Linked DNA regions of Rattus norvegicus: region 2 is linked to region 1. Evidence: chromatin contacts called from public Hi-C data. All regions are on one chromosome and are shown on one strand. The core of a region is the stretch at or near the end of the contact, and the rest is flanking DNA. Distances in the headings are between cores, read along the strand shown. Region 1 holds the start of Bsnd (barttin CLCNK type accessory subunit beta). Region 2 overlaps Cimap2 (ciliary microtubule associated protein 2).

Region 1 (4,228 bases), core at 1,147-3,646:
CAGAGCCAGTGCAGATCCTAAGAGTGATGTCACAATTACTACTGGCTCATAGGTGCAACTGCCCCGTCTTGTCCAGAAAACCTTGTGTCCCTTGCTCCCCCACCCTCCATGTCATCTACTACCGTCGGATCCCACAATCCCCTTGTCCATCCCTATGCGAAGATCCCTGAGCCCTGGGGGAGGGATGGGAAAACCACAATCCATCCAGGGCCCAGACTCACCCTCAGCCCAGCACACTCAACAGCCCAGGGTCCACCACAAAGAGAAATCCTCCAATGAGGCCGAGAAAGACATCCATCTATGGGTACAACAACAAGCCACTATGAATCGCCTTGGCGTCGTGTCTACCCAGGAGAACACAGCATTGGACATTTAATTCTTTTAAAAATATTGTATTGGTCCTTTGGGAATTTCATACAATGTATTTTGAATATATTCACCCTCCTTCCCCAACTCCTCCCCTAACCACCATCTCCACCCTCCCATCCCTTCCCCCCAACCTTGAGAATGTTTCCCCTCTCTCGCCTTGGGGGTCTAGTTTGTGTTGCCTAGGCTAGTCCCGCCCTGTGGCCATTTAACTCTTACTATAACTCCTGCAGAGATCACTCATTTAAACCAGCACTAACTTCGCTCACACGTTCTTATTCGCTGTTGCTACCATCGCTTTAGGAGAAGGTATTTTGAGAAATGGGGCAAAGAGAGACCTGGTTATGGCACAGAAAGAAAAGATAGGCAGAAATGTCCAGCCCTCTCCAGAATGGCTGAAGCTAGATCCATTCGCTAGTGCTCTGAAGCATTTGGGAAGATCTTGACTGATCTGTCACTCTCCAGGCTTTATCTGGGAAGTGGGCGTGGGTCTGGGCACACAGAGGCAGCCCCCAGAGGACGTGACATCACTGTGCCAGACACACAAGGCCACCAGGGGGCACAAGAAGCCTCCGAGGATGTGGCAGAGGTCCACCAGGAGCATAGCTAGGTGGCCCTGGGCCTCGTTCTTGTTTAAGGATGGGTACCAGCTAGGCTACTCTGCACTCATGGCATCTCTTGTCTCCAAGCCTCTTGAAGATGATTCCAATAGCTCCCCTAGAGGCCCCTTGCCAGACACAATTCAAATGGATTTCCCTCTACTATGTCACTGTACTGGAAAGGGAGATGGCCAAACGGCCACTTTGCAAGCCACAGGCAACAATATTTAAGTCCAGTGCCTAAGTTCACCCCAGGGATGAGACTGGCAGTGACCAGACACTTGGCACCTGGGCAGTTTTCTCAAAGTGTCTGTTCCCAGTTTCTGGTGCCCTCTGCAAACTGTGAAGTGCAGGGGACAGAGCTGGGGGACAGTAATGGGGGGTGACAGAGAGAGCAGGGACCCCATGAGCAAGTGTGCTGGCAGAGATCCATGAGTGGCAGATGGGGCAGGGGGGATATGCACAGCCCATCCAGGAAAGCTCCCGAATGCAGGGACTCAGGGAGCTCGTCGACAGCCTGAGCTACTCACTTTCGAGATCTCCCGCTGCCATGCTCTGAGCACCTGTGGTAGTTCTGGGTCTCTGCAGTGGCAGCCATGGGAGCCAGTCTGACTTTCCCCATCAGACTGCCATTCTTACGGCGAAGATGGCTTTCCAGGTAAAGTAGAGTTTCAGTCAGTCAGCCAGTTGGTTGGTCAATCTGCAAGGGCACCAGTTCACTTCAGCCCCCATGACATGCAGGGCTGAGCTGTATGTGAACTGTGAAGGTGATATAGGAGAGAAGGCCTAGAGCCAGCTTGGTCCTGGCTACTGTCTCCCCCTCCTTCCTCCCCTTATGGAGGAGGAAAGTAAGACACAGCTGGTGAGCATACACTCCACAGCTGCAGACACAGATCCAAGACCATCATGGGTGTGGCTGCTCCAGCCTGCCCCTGTGTTCACCTATGCTGTGGTTGACTAGGGTCATGCTCGTGAGACACACAGCCTCTCTGCTCTAGTCTCAGCTGCTGTTCTTATCTGTGACTTTGGTCAGGCTGCCTGTCTATGCCTGCATCCTCATTTGTGAGATGGCACCTGTCCCCTTAGTTGAATCAAACAGAGGCATCTAGGATGGTGACCATCCTGTTGATAGGCCTATATGATCAGGTGTCCTTGAGAAGGTGTCTTTAGGTGTCTAAGCTGTCAGACTGTGTGTTCTGAAAGCTGCCATGGCCCCACCCACACCTCCCAGAGCTGGGAGGTGCAAAGCCTGTCTGGGCTCAGCTCCACAGTAGGCAAATGAGGTGATGATGTCAAAGCCATGGCTAGCCCAGCCCCTGTGACCTCCCCCAGCCCTCCTCTGCCTCTGTCCCATGTTCAGATTCACAAGCTCCAAACAGCTGGGCCCAGAGGGGAGGAGAGAGGCAGGAAGGAAGGTAGATGGCTGGGACCTTGGGCCCACTGAAGCGTGTCACCTGCCCTGCAGAACTGCTGGGCCCAGGGCTGCGAGCTGGATGCGTGGGGATCATTCCTGGCTCTGTGCATTACGCTGTGGTTCTCAGCCATCTACTGTGTCATCGCTCCTTGCAAGCCTGCTCAACGTTTGAGTAGGATTGTGGGCAGCTCTCTGCTGGTGGCCGGTTAGCCACCATGGCTGACGAGAAGACCTTCCGAATCGGTTTCATCGTGCTGGGCCTTTTCCTGCTATCCCTGGGCACATTCCTTATGAGCCACGATCGACCCCAAGTCTACGGCACCTTCTATGCCATGGGCAGCATCATGGTGATTGGGGGTGTCCTCTGGAGCATGTGCCAATGCTATCCTAAGGTAGGGGGGCTGAGAGGGGGCAGAAGGACAGGTGGATCTCATGGTCTTTGGCACCAACCCCTGTCCTCCAACTGCTGTGTTCTTTCCATTGGACTTTCTGTGTTCTCTCTGCTCTGGGGAATATCCTCTGCTTATCCATTCATCTCTCACGGTAGCTGGTCAGAAGTCCCTGTGTCCGGACCTGGAGCCAGCCATCACTGGGACACAATGAGATCTATGCACTGTCCCTGTGTGATCAAAAGTTGGCCAGCATTTGCTGTCTGCCAAGCCTGAATCCACAGCTCACCTGGACCACGTCCCAAGAGCTCTGCATTTTCTTTCGTTCCTTTTGTCCTACAGACCCTGAAGCACATGCACAGACCTTGGGTTGGAGCTTGCTTTAAAAAGCCGTGGTGAGCACCCAGGGCTCCAGCTCCTGTGGGCTCGGCTGTGCTGGGTCTTTCTGAGACATAGCACTTCCCTCTGTAAAATGCTCCCCAATCTCAGCTCCACATAAGCCTGAGCTAACCCAGGTATGATGTGTGGAAGGCAGGGAAGGAAGGGCATAGCTGCAACTGTAGTGTTGTGTTTAAACATCAGCTGCTGCTTTCATTCTTGATCCTTACACAGCCCTGAGGAGTGAATATTTCAGGTGTTGTAGAGCTTCAGTGCCCAGAGAGGTGGAGTGATTGTTGCAATGTCAGACTCAGGGATGGAGAGAGAGCAACAGGATGTCTAACTTGTGCTCTGCCTCTAAGTGCCTGGGAGTCTGAGCAACTTCATTCTCTGAGCCTCAGCTTCCTCACCTGTACAATGTGAGTCAGGAGGATGGTGTGGGAGAGGGGGACGGACATCTGAGGTCCCACTGAACCTGATACTAACAGCCTTATCCTCCCAGCCTCCTCCACCCCTCCCTTCTTTGGGGGTGGGAGTACCCAGAAGGAGTTCTAAGAATTGGGGCCAGGTCCCAGCCTCTCCCAGTCCTGCCACCTCTGTAGCCAGCCCAGGGCTGTCATGTCACTTATATCTGGAGCTTGGGCAGTCGGAACTGGTTTGGAGCCATTTATAAAGCAGTTTACAGTCAACTCTCCTCTAGGTGCTCAATGTCCTGAGCAGAGGTCACTGGGAGAAGAGGGCCTTAAGGCCAGAGCCACCACGTCCCCACCCAGGGAGGGTAGAGTGGTTGAAAGGACAGCGTCCTTCCTAGAGGCAGCTGGCGGAGACTGAGTGACAGCACAGTGTATGTGGGGGTGGGGCTGAGTATTAATGAATAACTGTTGAAGGCCCATGTGCTGTATGGTGGTGGAAACCCATACCTCCTGGAGTCCCTTAGACCCCAACTCAAGTCCCTGTGCCCTGTGCCAAGTCTGTGACCTTGGTAGAGTCGCCCCCAATGCCTGGCATGGCCAAGTGGAAGGAAGCAAAGGGTGCTGTGGGGATGGAGGGCTCCATGCCTGTGTGAAGCAGGCGCAGAGACC
Region 2 (3,957 bases), core at 118-2,617, 140 kb before region 1:
CCGAGGACTCATCGGGGTATGTGATCTTGTCTCTTCCACCCTCTGTCCTTTGAGGGAAGGCTGCTGCCTCTTGGATAGTTTGAAAGGCACCCTTCTCTGAACCTGTCTCCTCCCTAGGTTTGGCCAAGCCTTCCTGGCTTTCTTGTTGACTCTTCTGCTCTCCTGTGTCTCAGCCTTGAGCCCAGTGACTGAGAAGGGATGAGTGTGGTTCATCTCTATGTTTCAGGGGAAACCTAGAGTCTATTAGAAAGCCAACAAACATTCATTTAGTTAGCCCACCAGGAAATAACAATTAAGCAGCAACAGAAAGCTGTGTACTGAGCTAGGCTTTGAGGGAGCTGGGTGTCTGGCAGTGACAAGCCTAAGAGCCGGCATCTTAGTGACACACACCTCAGCATGAAGAAGGAAATGCATATCTCTTCAGAGTTTGAGGGGAAATGGCACAGGGAAGGAGAGTGCTGTGGGGGTGAATTACAGCGAGCAGTCTGGGAAGGCCTCACTGGAACAAGATCTGCAGGTCGAGAGCAAAGGGGACTCATGACTTCTGAGCCATGGAAGGAAGCAAGACCCATTTTCATTCTTTGGGGGACAGATCTGATCCTCACAGTGGCCTGATTTTCCTAGCACTGGCCCCACCCCCTCTGCCAGGGTCTGGCTCCCCAAAGGTCTGGTTGCAAGACCCAGAGAGGCGGAGGATTGCATTATCTATGGGACAGCAGTGCCCCCATGTGGCTAAAAGGGGCATAGGCACATCAGCCACAGAAATCGGGCCAAGACAACACCCACCTCTCCACACCACAGGTTAGCTATGCTCACGGTACTTCAAAGACCAACTTTGGGTTCAGGCTCTTAGCCACAGTTCTTCTGACCTCAAGATTTCCTGTCACCTCACCCTGATTTGTGTGATGGGACCTACCAAGTGCTGGCCCCTGGGCTTTGCAGACATTCAACTCTACCACTATTCCTTGAAGGAAAGTACTGATATCTTGGTGGAGTCCCGTGGACCATGATGCTCTGAGGCCCGAGTTCCCCCAGCTAGGAAGTAGCAGAGCCAGGGTCCCAACCTAGGATTCCGGTGCTCATTCTTCCCAACCTGTTCACAGTATAGTGAGGAAGTCAGTCAGAGTTGTAGTTGTAAAGAGTAGATCTACAGAGGCTGTGGCGGAACAGCCGGGGAGGAAGGTGGGTCTCAGGAGAGATGGTGTCTGGGGATCTTAGTGGGGTTGTGATTGACAAACCAGAGGGTAGAAAAGGCATGTGAGGGATGGAAGAAATCATTGTAAGCAAGTATGATCAGGGAGACCAGGCTGAATAGGAGGTGCTGAGTCAGAAGTGCTGAGTCAGAGGTACTGAGTCAGAGGTGCTGAGTCAGAAGTGCTGAGTCAGAGGTGCTGGGTCAGAAGTGTAGCTAGCTGGACTTGGAGTTGAAGCAGTGAGCAGTGGAGGAGGTTCACGGGTGATGCTGTGTGGTGGGGTAGGTAACACGCTCAACCCGAAGACCTTGTTTCCCCTCTTGAGATATGAAACCCCAGACGTCCCTTCTTTAGCTGAACCAGCACAAAGACGGAGACTGATAGACTCTGTGTTTCCATCTCCTGCCCTGCAGAATTATTATCCCGGCCCTGGAAATTATGGGGAGAAGGGGAACCCCTACACACAGCTGGAGAAGAATTCCTGGAACCGCTCACACTCCGACGGCCTTATGTGTAGATTGTCCAGCAAGCCACCACCCTTGTCTCATCAGGTACCCCCTCAGCAACCTCATCTTGCATAGTCCTATGGGAAGACCTCAGGGGTAGGGAGGCTGAAACCTCACCTTGGCCACTCCCCTTCAGGCAACCTTACCACTTTTGTCTCTAGGGCAGTGGCCTGGGACCTGGAACCTATACCATCAAAAGCGATATTGAGACCTTTGTGGAAAAGTCCACCGGTACTCGTGGCCCCTACGACATTTTCTCTGGCGAGAGGAGCAGTCCTGTGCCCTATGGGCATTATTCAGTTCAGGTATGTGCCTGGGTGGGGGGAGGTCTAAGTCCCGGCAGGCTAATCGGTGATTAGCCACAGGAATGCAGCCCTGTGTGCCAAGGGCTGCTGGAGAGGGGGTGTACTCTGTGCCCCCGCCAGGGTGGGATGTGGTTCCCTTTGTTAGGTGAGGAACCTGAGGTCGGTCACACAGACGGTGATGGGTCAGAGCCACGGTTTGGACATCGGACTCTGTGGCTATTTCTCTCTGCAGTAACATGAACTGTACTGATACACAGGTGGCCCAACATGCACCACGGGGCCTACGGGGACCCCAAGGGTACAGGTGCAGTGTCTGGCTGTAAACATTTCCCAGCTTCATGGACTCAGCTGTGTTGATGGCCATACCCTGGGTAATGGAGCCCTAAATTGGAAGGGAGGTGGGAGAGGAGACTGGGCAAGAAATTTAGCTTACCAGACTCGTTCTCATCCCGTTAAAATCCTTTACAGGATTCTGTGGCTTTCTCAGCGTTGCTCTCTTCCTGCCTGTGGCTGTGGGGACCAAGTGTGTGTCCAGACTTGTTTGGACAACACCGAGTCACTGCATGAGAGGGATCAGTCCAGTTCACAGTCTAGGTGCAGGGAAATGGACCGTGTGGAATTTCCAGTCTCGGGGAAAGAAAAGTGCAATCAGTGGAATAAAAGCTGCGGTTTTGGGGCTGGGGATTTAGCTCAGTGGTAGAGCGCTTACCTAGGAAGCGCAAGGCCCTGGGTTCGATTCCCAGCTCCGAAAAAAAAGAACCAAAAAAAAAAAAAAAAAAAAAAAGCTGCGGCTTTAGTGGGAGAGCATTGTGAACGCTGGGGAGAAGGTGGCTGAGGTGGGAGCTACTGGGTAGTCGCTGTCCTATGACTGATCCTAGGGTCTCCTGCCTGCCACTAAGGCCACTGCCCAGCACAGCAGAGGCCCTGGGACCCCCTCCCCATTGTTGGTATCAGGGCTGAACCTCTTCGCTTGAACTTTTTTGTTACAGATTTTATTTTTTTTTAAAGAGCGATTTTAGGTTCTCAGAAGAGCTGAGAGACAAACACAGGAGTTTCTGCATCCGACACTACATACAGATTCTCCCCACTATAAAGCTCTTAAAATTTATATTCTTTTTCTTATTGGGGTGTGCAGGGTTGTTTCGTGGTGTGTTTGTGGAGGACAGAGGAGAGCTCGCAGGAGTCAGCGCTCTCCTTCCACCAGGCAGGGCCTGGGCGCCTCTGTTCATCAAGGTGCCCCATCATACATTTGATTTCCTGTGAGGGCTCGTGAACCTGTGATCCTCCTCAGCAGTTTTTTCTCTCTTCCTGTTCCTCAGAAAAAGAAGCCCAGGGAATTGACGAGTTTCAAGAGCTTTGTGGATGAACTGAACGCACCACACAAGAAGAAACAAGGGGGTTTCTCAAAATATCCCCGGGATCCGAAACACCCTACAGAGAGAATTTACTGGACAACCCTTAGTCAGTGCCCCAAAGATGTGGTCAGTGTTTGTTTTCTCTTCTGGCACATAGTTCCAGTAGGGAGGCAGGGTTCAGTGGTCAGGGGGGTGAGGGAGGCAGGGTGCAGTGGTCAGGGAGGTTGAGGGAGGTGGTGTGCAGTGGTCAGGGGATGAGGGAGGTGGGTGCAGTGGTCAGGTAGGGGGAAGCTGTCTTAGGGACCAGCTGGTGGCCAGTCTGGCCTTGTACTGTTAGTCACTTTCTGAGCCTCTCTTCCCACACCTGGCCTGTTATTGTAGCCAGCACTTACAACCATGATTAGGATTGTCCTCGTAGAACCCATAGCTGAGCCAGGCCACCAGGAAATCCCAGCCAATGAGTCTTTCTTCCTGCTCTTCCTCCTCTGGTCATACAGATGTGGAGAGTGGGCCAAAAAGGCTGGAGAGGAGAGGTTGTGATAGGTGTTTATCCTCAAGTTTGCCTACCTGATCTTCCCAGGGAGGGACCAGGCTCTGC

The links. Hi-C and Micro-C count contacts between places; a contact is called where the count stands out from the background.
Region 2: a contact with region 1 is called in a Hi-C map of the A7r5 cell line, with 2.0 times the contacts expected there. The contact joins the enhancer-like site here to the promoter of Bsnd in region 1. A contact is called at or near these places in 4 of 12 Hi-C or Micro-C datasets (the A7r5 cell line, frontal cortex, liver and 1 more).

What each region holds. Positions count from the first base shown.
Region 1 is chr5:126,487,557-126,491,784 of GRCr8, reverse strand. It overlaps Bsnd (barttin CLCNK type accessory subunit beta), which reads left to right and starts at 2,396. Exons shown (of 4, transcript NM_138979.2): 1 at 2,396-2,771. The coding sequence starts at 2,595.
Region 2 is chr5:126,624,466-126,628,422 of GRCr8, reverse strand. Cimap2 (ciliary microtubule associated protein 2) reads left to right here. Exons shown (of 10, transcript NM_001109262.2): 4 at 1-16; 5 at 1,607-1,744; 6 at 1,861-2,004; 7 at 3,324-3,485. Among named protein-coding and RNA genes, the nearest start is that of Cimap2, 4.2 kb to the left of the region's middle. Within about 2 kb of position 1,367, at least 13 of the 93 cell types and tissues checked have an H3K27ac peak or open chromatin away from gene starts, as enhancers often do. A contact at or near this core is called in the A7r5 cell line, where this site is marked.